Regions from separate parts of the Mus musculus genome. Here region 2 is linked to region 1. The links are chromatin contacts, called in public Hi-C maps. All regions are on one chromosome and are shown on one strand. Each heading gives the region's core, a stretch centred on a gene start, on an enhancer-like site or on the middle of the called end of the contact. The rest is flanking DNA. Distances are from core to core; before and after follow the strand shown.

Region 1 (7,477 bases), core at 3,277-5,776:
GTGTTGGAGAAGCCTGCACACCTCTTATCCATCCATTTCTAAAGGTTCCTACCTAACATAAGGGCTAACCCTGATCTCTAAAAAACAGAAAGTTCTTTATGCTCATCGCTGACCTGGGAAGGTGACTATAGCCTCATTAGCAGGCCTAGCCTCAGCTTTATACCCATGACCCTGCTACTGGAAAACAGCAGGACTTTAGTATATGTACTATCAAAAAGAGACTACAATCTGTCCAAACACAGAGAGATTTCACCCATGAAGAACTTCAGTTAATTTTTGAGTCAGAGTTCTATAGAGGAACAGATCTTATAGAGTGAATGAGAGTGTGTGTGTGTGTGTGTGTGTGTGTGTGTGTGTGTATGTGTGTGTGGTGTTGAGTGTGTGTATGTGATTTATTACAATGCCTTACAGGCTATGGTCCAAATTGTTTGAAAATAGCTTTCCCCAACAGAAAGTCAAAAAACCCAGCAGTTGTTTGGTCCACAACATTGATATGTCAGCTGGTCTTCAGTATACATGGGAATCCCAAAGAAGCAGGCTCCAATGCCAGTGAAGGAGTGGATGTGCTAGGAAGGGCAAAAGCCAGCAGACAGAAAGCAAGTTTCCTTCTGCGTGTCCTTTATATAGGCTGCCAGCAGGTGTGGCTCAGATTAAAAATATATTTTCCCCTCTCAAAAGATCTCGATTAAAGGTGAGTCCTTCAACCTTCAAGATCCACTGGTGTGTCCTTGAGCTTCTAGTCACTTAAAAATATCCCTCACAGGTGTGCCTGGCCCTGAGTTTTAATTAATTCCGGATGTAGTTAAGTTGACGACTAAGACTAGCCATCACAGTGCCTATAAAGCATGAAGAACAACAGGATGGCAACAATCAGGACTGAGAAGCTCCTTGGAGAGACTTGACTATGGCAAAAGCTTTAAATCATCTTATAAATGTCTGAGGCCAAGGATAGCTCAGTACTTGCCTAATGTGGGAGAGACCCAGGGTTTGATCACCAGCACTGCCAAACCAGAAAGAAAACAAAGATACAAAAATCATAAAACCATATGACAAGCCCGCCTGAAAGGAAAAGAACTGACCTACATAACCACAGACAATGGTGTTTGAGACTGTAAGACTAAAAGCAAAAAGAATCATGCAAACCCTGTGAGCAAGTTCAAGTTGCTGTCACAGACGTTAATGACTCTAAAACTGATTTAGTTTATTATAGTGGAGCTAAACAAATAAATGGATGGGGGATGGTGGGAGCCATGTTTTTTACTATTAGGAGAGTGATATGAGAGACTATCCAGAGAATACTAGAATTTAGCCATACAATCCTACAGTTGAAGAGGTCAGATCCAGATGGCTACCTGCAGGATGACAGGTTGATGAAGACAGGATGTCAGCCTACTAGCATGCACTTACCAACTTTGCTGAAAAGTGATGTTTTGGTAGAAGCAAACCCAGGGCCCAGATCTTATTTTCAAAATGTCAATTTCCAATTAGGAGAACTAGGACTCTTTGGAGATGTCGTTGATAATGTGCCCAGAGTATAAAGAAGACAATACCCACACCCCCTTTTATTAAACATAGATTGTATCATACAACATAATCTGAACATTGTTTCCCCTTCCTCTACTCTTCCCAGTTCCTCCCCACCTCCTTCCCCATATAGATCCACTTCCTTTCTGTCTCTTACTGGGGGGTGGAGGGGGGCGTGCGGGAGGGGGGGGCAGTGCTGGAGGGGGGGAACAGGCTTCTAAAGGATAACAAAACATAGCAAAATAAAATATAATAAGAAAAAACAAACACCAACTTGATTTACTTGTCGGATAAGGCAAGCCAACAAAAAAATTAAAGAGCCTCAAGAGAAGGCACAAGAAGGCCTATTCTTTTACACACTCAGGCCTCCCATAAAAGCCCTCAACTGAAAGCTATTATATATATAACGCAGAGAACTTGGTGCAGACCCATGTAGGCGCTGTGACTGCTGCTTCAGTCTCTCAGAGTTCCTATGAGCCTTGCTCAGTTGTTTTAAAGGGCCTTGTTCTCCTGGTATCCTGTGTACTGTCTCCCCCACTCCTTCAGTCTCCTCTTTGGCAGGATTTCCTGAGCTCTGAGGGGAAGGATTTGATGAAGACATCTTGTTTAAAGCTGTGTGTTCCAAGGTCTTAGAAAAAAACAATTTAAAGAATTCCAACTAAACAAAAACACTACTCATGTATGTAGTAAAGACACCTAGCAAACACTGCCAGAGCCAAGTGGTGTAGGGTAGCATGCTGAGTCCCTCACGGAATGTGATTAGGAGTTTGGCTTCTGTCATCTTCTTCTAAAAACATAAAATTGCCCTTAACTCATAAGAAAAACATTAAACTCCAACTGAGGGACATTTCACACAAAGTCAAACTTTTTTTTTTTAAGGGAAAAGAAAAAGGTTATACAACTCAAGAAGTGACTAAATGCAATGTGGCAGCCAGGACTGCATCCTGGACAATGTATTGAAAAGGGACACTGGGGCTGGAGAGATGGCTCAGAGGTTAAGAGCACCAACGGCTCTTCCAGAGGTCCTGAGTTCAAATTCCAGCAACCACATGGTGGCTCACAACCATCTGTAATGGAATCTGATGCCCTCTTCTGGTGTGTCTGAAGACAGCTGCAGTGTACTCATACAAATAAAATAAATATAAAAAAAAGAAAAAGGGCCACTGAAAAAATGTTACTAAAACAGAAGTTTAGTCTGCAATAACACACCAATGTTTTATGTAGCTTTGATAAATGTACTATGCACTAAGGTCTGAGCAAGTAAGGGCAGTGGGTAGAGACATTTGGGAACTCTCATTCCAAGTGTTTGTAAGTCTATTATTATTCCAAAATTTAAAAAGGATACTTTCTAAAAGAACAGTCTGCAAAATGGGACAAAAGAGACTGCAAAAAAAAAATCTGTTATTTAGTGTAATTTTGTTTGCATGTAAATAAGACACTGGTTAGAGAGCACCCAGTGACTTAAAACTAAGTACTCAGCAGAATACCAATGAAACACACACACATGTAGCCAGTCTCTGCCCAGGGCCGCCTTTAAAGTGAGGAGCTTAATACAGCAGAGTAGCATGTGTCTGTACTCCAGCCAGGTAGCTGAGAAAGAAGATCACTTGAGCCTACGTAGCTTTGGAGGCTAACCTGGGCAACACAGCAAGACCATAGTTCAAAGTAAACCCTAAACAACAAAGGAAATAACTGTCTCAAACCCAGAATAACCACAAAAAGGCAGTCACTTCAAGTCTTCACATGCAGGAAAAAGCAAGCTCTAAGAGATGAAGCAATCATCTAGGCTAATAGAGAATTTGCATTTTAATTCACGGATGTATTTTTGTACAAAGTCAATTCTGACCCTAAGGCTCTACAGGATCCATCTTTTCAAATGCTCAAATAATTACAGCAAAAACAAAGCAACTGACCAATATGAATATTATGTACCAGCTCTGTAAAGAGCATTTTAGATACATTCCTTAATACTTTACAGCAACTCCAAATACGGCAGGTGTTAGGGAGATGTGGATGGGTGGATGGTTAAGGACCCTACAAGACATTCACTGCTATTTTACATCATCACTACTTATAAAGGAAAATAACCTGAAAGTTAAAGTCACAATGATACTAAAGTGGGCAGCCAGTGCATGATTCTGTAGTTCTGAAAGCCCAACATTACCCCATCCAGACAACCAAAGGATTATGTTCCCTCTGGGGACAGAGGAGGACCCCTCTCTTCATCTCACCTGGCCTCTCCTGCATCTTGGACAAAGTTCATCTCCAAAGAAAAGTGCTGAAGCTTTCACCACTGGTGGTGGCAACAGCCTGGAAAGGCCTCAGCTGAAGTTAATCTTCACCCTGAAGCACTTGCAGCTCCCTGAATGTGTCAGGTTCTAGGGAGCAAGTCATTTCTCACTCATTCTGAACATCTTGGGAGCAAAGGTGCCATGTGCCCTTCTGTCCCAGTCCATCTTTACAAGGATGCTTATGTAAGAGCAAGATCTCACAAGACTAAGATGGCGTCTACTTCCAAAAACTGGACCCCTGAGCCTGAGGTTCCTTAGTTGTGACCTCAACCCTCCTGGGCTCTCCCATATCAGCTCCAGAAACCATGAGGCATGGAGACAGGAAGGTAAACCAGAACAGGCATACTATCTGAGGTATAACAACAAAAGCTGCTGTCTTTGACTTAGGGGTTTCCTACCTCTCAAGCAGCCATGAAGCTTACAGGCAGGTTTGTCAGCTTTCATATCAGGACAAATACTCATCAATCTTTTCCAGTCTGTTTCTAGTACATGAAACAGCTACTCACCTTTAACCTGCAACAGCCCATGTGAAGCCTGTCCTGAAGGCTCTCTCATCTACAATTCCCACCAACTCCAGGGTTCCACATGGTTGCTGGGAAAAGGTTTTCATCACAGCACCTTTAGAGAACTAGTCATCAAATGAGTCCCAGCTCAAAACTCATACTCAGCACACATGAATAGGACTGCTTCAAGCTTGATGCTAAGCTCTATCAGGGGAAGGCATACCACGAAAACAGCAAATCCACACAGCTGGACTCCCGCAAGATCACAACCTTGCATACTTCAATGAACACTATCAAGAAAGTAAAATGCAGCACACAATAGGAAAAATACCAGCAGATCATGTCTTATATCAGACTTTTCTCTAGAATATATAAAGAACTTAGACACTGGATTTAAAAGTGCACAGGATATGAATAGGCACTTCTCCAGAGATTTCTCTAAGAGCCCAAAAGCATATGACATCATTACATAAATGCCAACTGAAACCATGCTGAGATACTAACGTGAGAATGGATGCTGAGCAGCACAATTAATAGTTACATTTGCTGCTGTGCTACACACAGCACCATGTGACCAAAAGCTTATCTGGGCTCTGGTCCCAGAGGATTTGAATCCATCTCGGCTGGGAGGCATGACATCAGGGAGCCACCTGCAAGCATGGTGCCAAGAAGGTGAGAGCTCACATTGCAAGAGAGAAGTAGAGAAAGCAAACTGGAAGCAGGGATAGGCTATAAAATCTGGAAGCCCTGAGACATCCATCCTCCAGCAAGACTGCACCTCCTAAACCTCTCCAAACAGCACCACCTACTGGGGACCAAGTAATGCAAATACCTGAGCCTAGTGAGGGCATTCCTCGTTCAAAGCACAAGCATCCAAGAATAATTTAGTAATATTAACAACCCAGGGTCCACCAACTGGTAGATCTACAAAATGTGGTATAGCTACATACTACATAATGGAGTATTATTAAACTATAAAAATAAATGAAGTGCTAACTGATTAAATGCTGATGGATCTAACAACACAGATGAACCTTGCTTGAAAACAAGAACACTCCAACCACAAAAAACCACATTTTATATAAAATTCACTTCTATATGAAATGTCTGAAACAGGTAACTCCACAGCTATAGAGCCATAGTAGATCAGTGGCTCCTGGAGAGACTGGCGTGCAATGCTAAAGGACGCAGGGTCTGCTTCCTTTCTTTTCCCTTCCTCACTTCCTTTCTTGTTGGTCTCCTCTCCTCTCATCACTATACAGCCCAGGCTGTCCTTGAACTCACAATACTCCTGCCTCAGTCTCTTGAGTAATGAAATTATAAGTATATAATATCACACCTTGCCAGGGGTTGTGGTTTTGAAATGATTGTGGTAACGGTTATGTGTATCCATGAATATAATTTTAAAAACCCCACTACATTATACATTTTACATGGGTAGATAATAAAATGGACAAATTACAAAAACGAAAAGGCTAATGGACTGTTAGATGGCTGGAGGAAAGACTAAAGGAAAAATAGACTGATATGGTGGTTTGAGTAGGAATGGCCCCATACGAAAAGATCTTTACCAGTCCTAATTCACATAGGGGGCTAATATCCAATATATATAAAGAACCCAAGAAGTTGGACTCCAGAAAACCAAATAACCCTTATTAAAAATGGGGTACAGAGCTAAACAAAGAATTCTCAACTGAGGAATACTGAATGGCTAGGAAGCACCTAAAAAAATGTTCAACATCCTTAATCATCAGGGAAATGCAAATCAAAACAACCCTGAGATTCCACCTTATACCAGTCAGAATGGCTAAGATCAAAAACTCAGTTGACAGCAGATGCTGGCGAGCTGGGATTGCAAGCTGGTACAACCACTCTGGAAATCAGTTTGGTGGTTCCTTAGAAAATTGGACATAGTTCTACCAGAAGATCCAGAGATACCACTCCTGGGTATATACCCAGAAGATGCCCCAACTTGTAATAAAGACACATGCTCCACTATGTTCAATGCAGCCTTATTTATAATAGCAAGAAGCTGTCTCCTGATATAGCTGTCTCCTGAGAGACTCTGCCATGCCTGACTAATATAGAAGTGGATGCACACAGTTATCCATTAGATGGAGCACAGGGTCCCCAATGAAGGATCTAGAGAAAGTACTAAAGGAGCTGTAGGGGTTTGCAGCCCCCTTGGAGGAACAACAATATGAACTAACCAGTAACCCCAGAACTCCCTGGGACTAAACCACCAACCAAAGAAAACACACAGAGAGACTCATGGCTCTAACTGCATATGTAGCAGAGGATGGCCTAGTCGGTCATCAATGGAAGAAGAGGCCCTTGGTCCTGTGAAGGTTCTATGCCCCAGTATAGGGGAATGCCTATGCCAGGAAGCAGGAGTGGGTGGGTTGGGGAGCAGGGGAACAGGGGAGAGGAAAGGGGATTTTTGGAGAGGAAATTAGGAAAGGGGATAACATTTGAAATGTAAATAAAGAAAATATCTAATAAAAAAATAATAATAAAGAATGGCCCCATACATGCATGTGTTTGAATGCATGGCCTATAGGGAGTGGCATTATTAGGAGGTGTGGCCTTGAAGTAGGTGTGGTCTTGAAGAAGTTGTGTTGCTGGGGGTGGGGCTGAGGTCTTAGAGGCTCAAGCTAGGTCTAATAGATCAATACACTTCCTGCTGCTTGCAAATCTGGATGTAGAACTCTCAACTCTTTCTCCAGCACCATGTCCGCTGCACACTGCCATTTTTCCTGCCATGACAGTAATGGACTAAGCTTCTAAAACTGGAAGCCAGTCCCAACTAAATGTCTTCCTTCATAAGAGTTGCCATGGTCCGGTGTCTCTTCACAGCAATAAAACCCTAATTAAGACAATTAAGCTTATGGAAAATTCCATTAAAACAAATTTTAAACAAACACTCTGCCCATAAAATTTCTTCAAAAAAGAATCTACATACCATATTTATAAATTTATTATTTACTAACTTAACTGTTTATACAAAGGCAATTAGGATTAATAAAGAGCAAGCTGATATATACACACATACATGTGTGTGAATTTGTTATACATACATTCAATTCAGCACAACAGAAGCTAATGGAATATGAACGTACTCTGTGGCTTCAGGCAAGCCACTTTACCCCTCTGACTTTA
Region 2 (7,573 bases), core at 1,901-4,400, 530 kb before region 1:
TATTTAGGAAGAAAGGGAAGGAGAAATGTTCCCTAAATTAAAATCTCTGAAAAAAACTGCTTTTTAAAAACAGACAGATACTTATGAAAGATACTTATGTGAGTATATATTCTTTATATATTAATTTAATTAATTAATTCCCAACTTAAATTCAGATCGTCTATTTTCCTACTCCCAGGACTATTTTTCTAGCCAAGCTATCATTCACTCTCTCCTATTTATACTATTGTAATCATGTCTTGCTTATTTTGCTGTTTTGAATCCTAGCTTACTATTGCCAAGCTGAAGAATACATCAGCCAGGGGGGGAGAAAGCATACAATATTTAGTCATTAAATGGAACCAACATGCTGACTGGTGTTGGCTCAGATGATTCATGTAGACAGAGGGCCTGGAACACAGTGTCTCGGGGCTGCATATACATTAGTGACAGCACTGGTAAGGGGACTCTACCCATTGTGTTGACCACCAATCATTTTTCTATTCCTACTGCTCAGAGAACTCAAAATTTGAGATGAAACACATCCAGGAAATCCTAGACAACCCAGCATAACACAGACAAATGATTTAATTGTTTCAAACTAGAAAACTATTATATGTTACTAAGGAATAGGGGAGGAACCTTCCCAGATGCCTACAGCACATTTTAGAAAGCACTTCGGAATGGAACCTCAGCCAACATCAAAATGTTTTGACACCAGAATACTATTTTAAAGACCTTCTAGTCAGAAACACAAAACGGAATGATTGCCTAATTTGCTTACCGGAAAAATTTTGTTTTAAAGCATAATTCCAGATACTAGTAAATTATTTTTTGCTTGATGTTAGGAGTAAATTCACTACAGGAGGCAACTATGAGAAAGGAAGTGTTTTAAGTCAAGTTCAAGAGATACATTCCTTCTCTATAGAGGAGTCACAAAAGACTATTACTGGGGCCAGCAGAAAGACTACACGCTCACTTCTGTGGATCTGGAGGCAAAAGAAGAATAATAGAAGCATTCGGTTGCTTTTCTCTTTTTTCTCAGCCCACGACTTCACTCAGTGAGATAGCGGAGGAATCCCCATCAGTTAATCTTCTCTGGAAACATCTACATGATACCCAAAGACATACCTCTATAATGGCCCAAGGATTTCTTAATGCAATCAAGTTGACGATCAAAGTTAACTATCACAGTCAGCTAGCATGAAGTAGAAGAGGCGCTTTCCCATGCTTGCTGGTCACAGTAAAAATGATAAAAAACCAACCCTCTGGGATAGGAGTTTAGCGATAAGTGTGAAGCGAAATAAAAATCACCTCTTTTATTTTCCTGTCTTGTAAAATCTTCTGAAAACCTGAATTAAACAGAATTATACTTAAGCCATCCCCAGTGGTGAACATAATGGGTTTTGTCATATTTATATTAAAGCTAAGATTTATTGATTCTTTACTGAATGCCAAGCCATGTGTGAAGGCTTTTATATGGGCTAATTTATTCACTACCCACGGAACTCAAACAATACTGAGTATATATGGCTTAAGAGTCTTTCAGTTTTAGGAAGCAGAAAGGCCATCCCATGGAGTTTAACCCATAAAGAAAGTTCTGATAGCACAGGAAGTCCAGAGGTTGGTGACTCTGTGATTGGTTAATTTGCTGGTGACACTAAGAAAGGGCCCCAATGCTTCTGCATCTCCTCTACTGTGCTCAGACACCCTGACTCCTCGAGGCCACAGCATGATCACAATAGCTCCAAACCTCAGATCCAGATGCACTGGCAAACAAAATTGTGCCTGTGTCTCCTTGACCAGGAAAGTATTCCATTCCAAAACTGTTGCCGTGATTGGCTTCCGTACGGACAGGAGACTGATTAGAAAGCATAAAAGGCCATGTGGATATTGGGTGGCAAACAGAAACCTCTACTCTGAAGCTGATGCTCGTTTAGCAGAAAAAGCAGCTAGGGTACTCAGGAGAGTCCAGTGCCCAACCTCACACATCTGATCATCAGCAAGGTTAGGATTAGAACCAGTTCTGGCACTAACAAAAGACCATTCACTATAGTTCTGGTTTACCGCCTCTCCCCATTTCGTGCATTTAGTTAATTCCCATGGTGCTTGATGCCTGACAAGAAGCAACTCAAGGAAAGAAAGGTTGGTTGGTTGGTTGGTTGGTTGGTTGGTTGGTTGGTTGGTTGGTTGGTTGGTTGGTTTGTTTGTTTGTTGGTTTGTTTGTTTGTTTGTTAATGGAAAAATAGCCAGCTCATCTCCATGGCCTGCTGTAATAGGAGGTCACTTTGTCTCTGCAGTCAAGATGCAAAGACCAAAGACCAAGAAATTCTGGTAGAACAGTTGCCTTTTTTTCATTCAGTCCAGGACATCAGCATTTGGTATGGTGCTGCCCACAACTGGGGTGATTCTTCCTACCTTAATGAATCCAATCAAGAAAACTCCCCCAAACACACCCAAAGACTTGTCTTGTGTGTAATTCCAGATCCGGTCAAGTTGATAATCAGTATCAACCATCACTTACATATATAAGGTTCTACATGAACCAAGATTATCCAGAAAGTCAAATCCTTAATGAAGAACAGTATCTTGTAATGCAGATTGTGAGAGGTCAGTCTTATGATCTGCTGCCTATACGATGGAGAGGTTCTAGGGGACACAATTCCAGTTAGAGCCGGGAAGTCTGAGAGCAGCAAGCCAACAGCCTAGGTGCTGTTTCTTATACAGAGGACTGTGTCAAAAGCAGTGAAGCAGAGAGCGTGGTTCTCTCCTTCCTATGCCTTATATTCTATTTAGAACTTCAAGGGCATGGAGCAGGTCTACTTATTGGTGCTAGGTTAGAAAGTGATCTGTTTTTTCCCTGTCTACTAACTTCTGTTCTAATCACATTCAGTCATGCGCAGTAGTGTCAGTAATGTCTAATCACAGACATATTGAGAAGAAATTTTAAGCAGTTTTCTGGGCACCCGTTGTCTGGCCAAGTTAGCCCATAAATTGAAACATCACAGCTTCTCAGAAAAACCATTTTCTCTCCCATATTGTCCTTTTGGGTATGAACTTTCTTCGTGTCAGGAAGAAAAAAAAAAGAAACTAAAAGCAGGCCATCAGTCACAGTCTCAGAAATGCATGAGGAAGGAAGCCACGCCATTTCCTCTTCACGCTTTCTTCAGTGAGGCTGAATAATCTGGGCAGAGTCGCCCATTCCATTAACTTACTTAGTCACTTAATCATGTTCTAGTGGAATCTTGACCTTCACAAGATGTGAATTTTAAGTCCAGCTCAAAATATGACTATAAACATTTTATTGTGTAATAAATGAGTCCGGGATATAGATCAGTAATAGAATGGTTGCCTAACAAGGCTGAGGCATTGGGTTCCATCCCTGGATAGTACTGTATAATAATAATAATAATAATAATAATAATAATAACAATAACAATAACAATAAAAGGGATGAGAATCACAGCAGCATCCCCTGCCACGGCCATGACCACCTACAAGCTGTCGCTGATCCAGCACAGAGCACATGGAACCCAGAGAACAGCTTGGAGGTGAAGTACAACAGGCAGACATTGCGAGATGCTGACTATGAATTTGACATTTGCTTCACCTCCGTGCAGAAGAGAGTAATCTGGATCAGTCTGGATAGTCCAGATGTGGCTGCCAGTGTCCAGGAGGGAGCTGATGCCTCAGTGAGTGACACAATGGGGTCTGACTGGTCTCAATAGAGCAGGAACTACTGCCAAGCATGGTGAGGAGCTGGTGCAGATCTGGAGACGATCTCACAATGCCTCCAACCCCTCCAATAGATCCCAGTCATCCCCTCTATGAAGACATCAGTAAGGAACACAGACCTTACTGAGGACCCGCTACCCTCCTGTGACAGCATGAAGGACACTATTGCCAGAGCATTGCCCTTCTGGACTGAAGAAATTGTCCCCCAGATCAAGGGGGAAAGGTCCTGATGTGGTCCATGCCAACACCTTCAGAGTATCATCAAGCATCTGAAGAGGCCGTCATGGAACTGAACCTACCAACTGGCCTTCCCATTGTTTATAAATTGGGCAGAAAGTCAAAGCTCAACAAACCCATGCAGTTCCTGAGACATAGAGACTGTGCGTAAAGCCATGGAAGATATGGCTGCTCAGGAAAGGTGAAGAAGTGAAGGTGAGTAGGCAGACTCCATTCTGAAGAGCACCCTGCCTGCCTGCTCGTGCCTCCTGCACCCCTCCCCAGCACCCACCACACTGACTACCTCTTTATGATCTGGAGATGGGGCACTGTGCCTCTCGTTTTTATTTTGGGATTCTATGCCCTGCACCCTCTCCCTTCATAGCATCTAGTCAGAATAACACCTCTGGGGGTGCAGGTTCTTGGTCCACATTCAGCAGTGACTCCCTGGACCAGTAGAGCTGAGACGTGGTAATTATAGTCTTCCTTTGCCCTTTGTTTGTTAAGGGTCTGCTTAGGAAGCGCTCAGGGACACGACCAATGGGGAGGAGCTGTGACACAATGTTGTCCCTGGACCTGTCCGCACTCTTCTGCAGTTAGAGAACAGGGGACTGTGGTAATTTCCGAAAGTAACTTGCATGGTGATTTAAAAGATACTTCCTCTCTGACTCTAAAGGAGCTACTGGCCCCAGAAGGGTGGGATCGATCCTGACAATCCTGTGTGTTACATTTACTTTTACTAAAAATTTGAAGAAGAAGAAAAAAAAACATATCAGCACACAAAACTCTCTCTGTGGTTTCAAATGGTAGTTGAAATTGGTCCCATGTGGTCACCAGAACATAAGTCATGGGGTAAACGCTTTGTTCTCCTTGCTGTGTGTTAGGATCCCTCTACCCTGTTGATCAAGTGCAAGAATTTATCTCTCACTGCGTGAACCATGTTCCAGGTGCTTGACCCTACCATGTGGGGTCAGAACTTGTTTTGGATATAGCTATTAAATCTCTTTCCAGATCAGTATAATAAGGGAGTGATGTGCAATGGTGATGATGATGATGATGATTGGATGAGAGATGAGGGCTCCCAATAGTTCCAGTAGAATAAGAAGGGATAATACTGATTTGATGAGGCAAATACTAATATCATAGTATGGCTTCTAACCCTCTCTTCTCTTGAAAGCTAATGTGAATGTTTGCATTGGCCATTTTTCTCCTTATCTCCTATCTCCCACTCTGTGAGTCCCTGGAAGAATAAGAATTATAAGCAAGATCAGTCTGTAATCCCAAGTGTTAACACCTGCAATACCTAATTTAGAGCAAGTCACAATTTTTCCATCTCCTATCCAATATTTCTTGAATACCTACAGAGTGTGGGTAAACCATTGAATCACAACCCCTGTGGACAGAAGTACAAGAACCCACTGCCAGTCTCAGGAAGCACCTAAAAGTCAAATCCAGAGTTCCTAAGTATTAAATTGTCATTGTATCTTCAAGCAAAGAGATCCAGACTTCAGTGACCTATAGAACCTGTTATGAAGCCGTTAGAATGGCAAGGTATCAAACCTTTTACTTTCACGGCTAGGCTTCTTCTGAAGGACCTCTTCCTCTTGCCTTATAAAAACATCCTTGCAGGGAACAGTCATTCGTGGTGCTGACACCGTAAGTCACTTCAGATGCCCAGATATAATTGCCACCACATCACTAATTGGCTCAGCTTCTGCATGTCCCTGATGTCTAGACTCATAATCTATGTCCATTCTCAACCAAAAAAAATGAACATGGAGAAAGGAGATCATTGTCATCGAAACAGCTACCCTAAACACAGCACATCGCTCTTCCCCAAATGGGCAGCCAGTTTCATCCTCTACAAAGAAACCTCTCTCTACTGACTCTGATGGCATGACAATTATTAGAAAAAGCTTTTCTCAGGCTCCTGAATGCTGTGATGTAGTATGAAGAGAGAAGCCAAGATCACAGAGAGTTCTGGTATTCAAAGAGGGTGAATAAAATAGCAACCATTGCTATGACAATGCAGTGAGGACGGAGCAGCTCTACTGTGAGCCCTTGTTTTGACTCTGACCATTTTTATGATGCTGGCATGTTTAACATCCCCATCCTTCTCTTCTTACTTTATCCAAGGTGCTCAAAGCACTTGAGTTATGAATCTTTGTATCAGTGACTATCTAATGAGAATATTTTTGACTGCAGTACTCTTTGGAGAATTTAAAGGTTTCCTTTCATTTTGTTACTATTGTGTGTATGTATGCAGGCAGGCACACATGCCACAGTATGTGTAAGGAGGTCAGAGAACAACTTCATGGAGTTGGTATTCTCCTTCCATGGGTAAACATGGGCTGCAAGGATTAGCATGTCTCAATGCACCATTGGGCAACAAGCACCTTTACCTGCTGAGCTATCTTGCCTGGTGACCCTAAAAGATTTTATGCATACAAAGTGCATGAGGTTTTACATAGGATCATGCAAATGAGTGATAGATATTTTACACTCTCTTATATAGCTTTGTTGACTATTATAAACCCTGGGATAATAGGAAGACACAGAGAGAAGCTCAAAACCAAGTGTCTTATGGGACCTGGCTCAGGACATTAAAAGTCACAAGCCATTCAAATCCAAATGTAGGGCCAGAGAGATGGCACAGATGGTAAGCCTGAGTTTGGATCCCACAGGGTGGCAAGAGAGAGCCAGCTCCTGAGAGTTGTCCTCTGACCTCTATAGTCTTACCATGGCATTCGCGCACCTGCATTCTCTCACACATACACACATTAAGAAGTAAATAAACAACCCATACAGCTTAGTAAATAAAGATGCTGGAGGTTAGGAGAGCTGGACTCTAGTTCTCACCAGAAAATCAGTAGTTAGTTTTTTGCCTCAGAATTTCCTTAAATCTGCATGTGACTTTTTTTTCCCTTGAGACATAGGATCCTAACATAAAGTGCCATGGCTAAACTCAAAATCAGATAATGCAGAAGCCGGAGCCATGGCTCAGCAGTTAAAAGCACTTGCTGCTCTGCCTGGGGACCTGGCTTTAGTTCCTTAGCATCTACATGCTAGCTTACGATAATTCCCAACTCTAGTTTCAGGGGATTCAGCACCCTCTTCTGATGTCTGGGGGCAGCCATATGCTACATTTACATACATGCAGGCACAACATTTGTACACATATAAATGGATAAATATTTTTAAAAATCAAATAATAGAGTATGTGGTGCATGTAACCACATGAACACAGGACTAAAAGGTTATTAGGTATCAGTTAATTGTCTATTGTCAGTAAAATGAATCATTAAGAATGTCTGATCTCCAAGCTTACTTCAGGTTCTGCCATCTTAGAGCTCAGAGTCTGTATTTACTCTAGGATCCTAATCTACTCACTTTGTCTCTTCCCTCCTCTGCCCTGTCTTAGTCTGTTTGCACTGACCAAAAAAAAAAAAAAAAAGCATAACCTAGGGCTGAGTAATTTATAGCCAGTTAATAATGGTTGGTTGAAACGGGTCTAGTAACTGGAATACCCAAGGGCCGGGCAATCAAATGAGACCCTTTCCTCTTAGACAGGGCCTTTTGGTTATCCTCATCTAGTGAACGGAATAAGACAAATAGATTTGGGGGGGGGGGCTCTTTCATTAGG

Evidence for each region. A called contact is a pair of places that touch in the nucleus more often than the background predicts.
Region 2: a contact with region 1 is called in a Hi-C map of bone marrow-derived macrophages, with 17 read pairs. The contact joins two enhancer-like sites. A contact is called at or near these places in 2 of 15 datasets of contacts at CTCF or cohesin (large pre-B cells and pro-B cells), 1 of 484 Hi-C or Micro-C datasets (bone marrow-derived macrophages) and 2 of 115 datasets of contacts at active chromatin or transcription factors (T-cell acute lymphoblastic leukemia and large pre-B cells).

The regions. Positions count from the first base shown.
Region 1 is chr15:59,395,035-59,402,511 of GRCm38.p6, reverse strand. The region is part of intron 2 of Nsmce2 (NSE2/MMS21 homolog, SMC5-SMC6 complex SUMO ligase); the gene reads right to left. Among named protein-coding and RNA genes, the nearest start is that of Nsmce2, 25 kb to the right of the region's middle. Within about 2 kb of position 4,526, at least 47 of the 459 cell types and tissues checked have an H3K27ac peak or open chromatin away from gene starts, as enhancers often do. A contact at or near this core is called in bone marrow-derived macrophages, where this site is marked.
Region 2 is chr15:59,926,183-59,933,755 of GRCm38.p6, reverse strand. It overlaps the pseudogene Gm7708. Among named protein-coding and RNA genes, the nearest start is that of 4933412E24Rik, 87 kb to the left of the region's middle. Within about 2 kb of position 3,150, at least 1 of the 459 cell types and tissues checked has an H3K27ac peak or open chromatin away from gene starts, as enhancers often do. A contact at or near this core is called in bone marrow-derived macrophages, where this site is marked.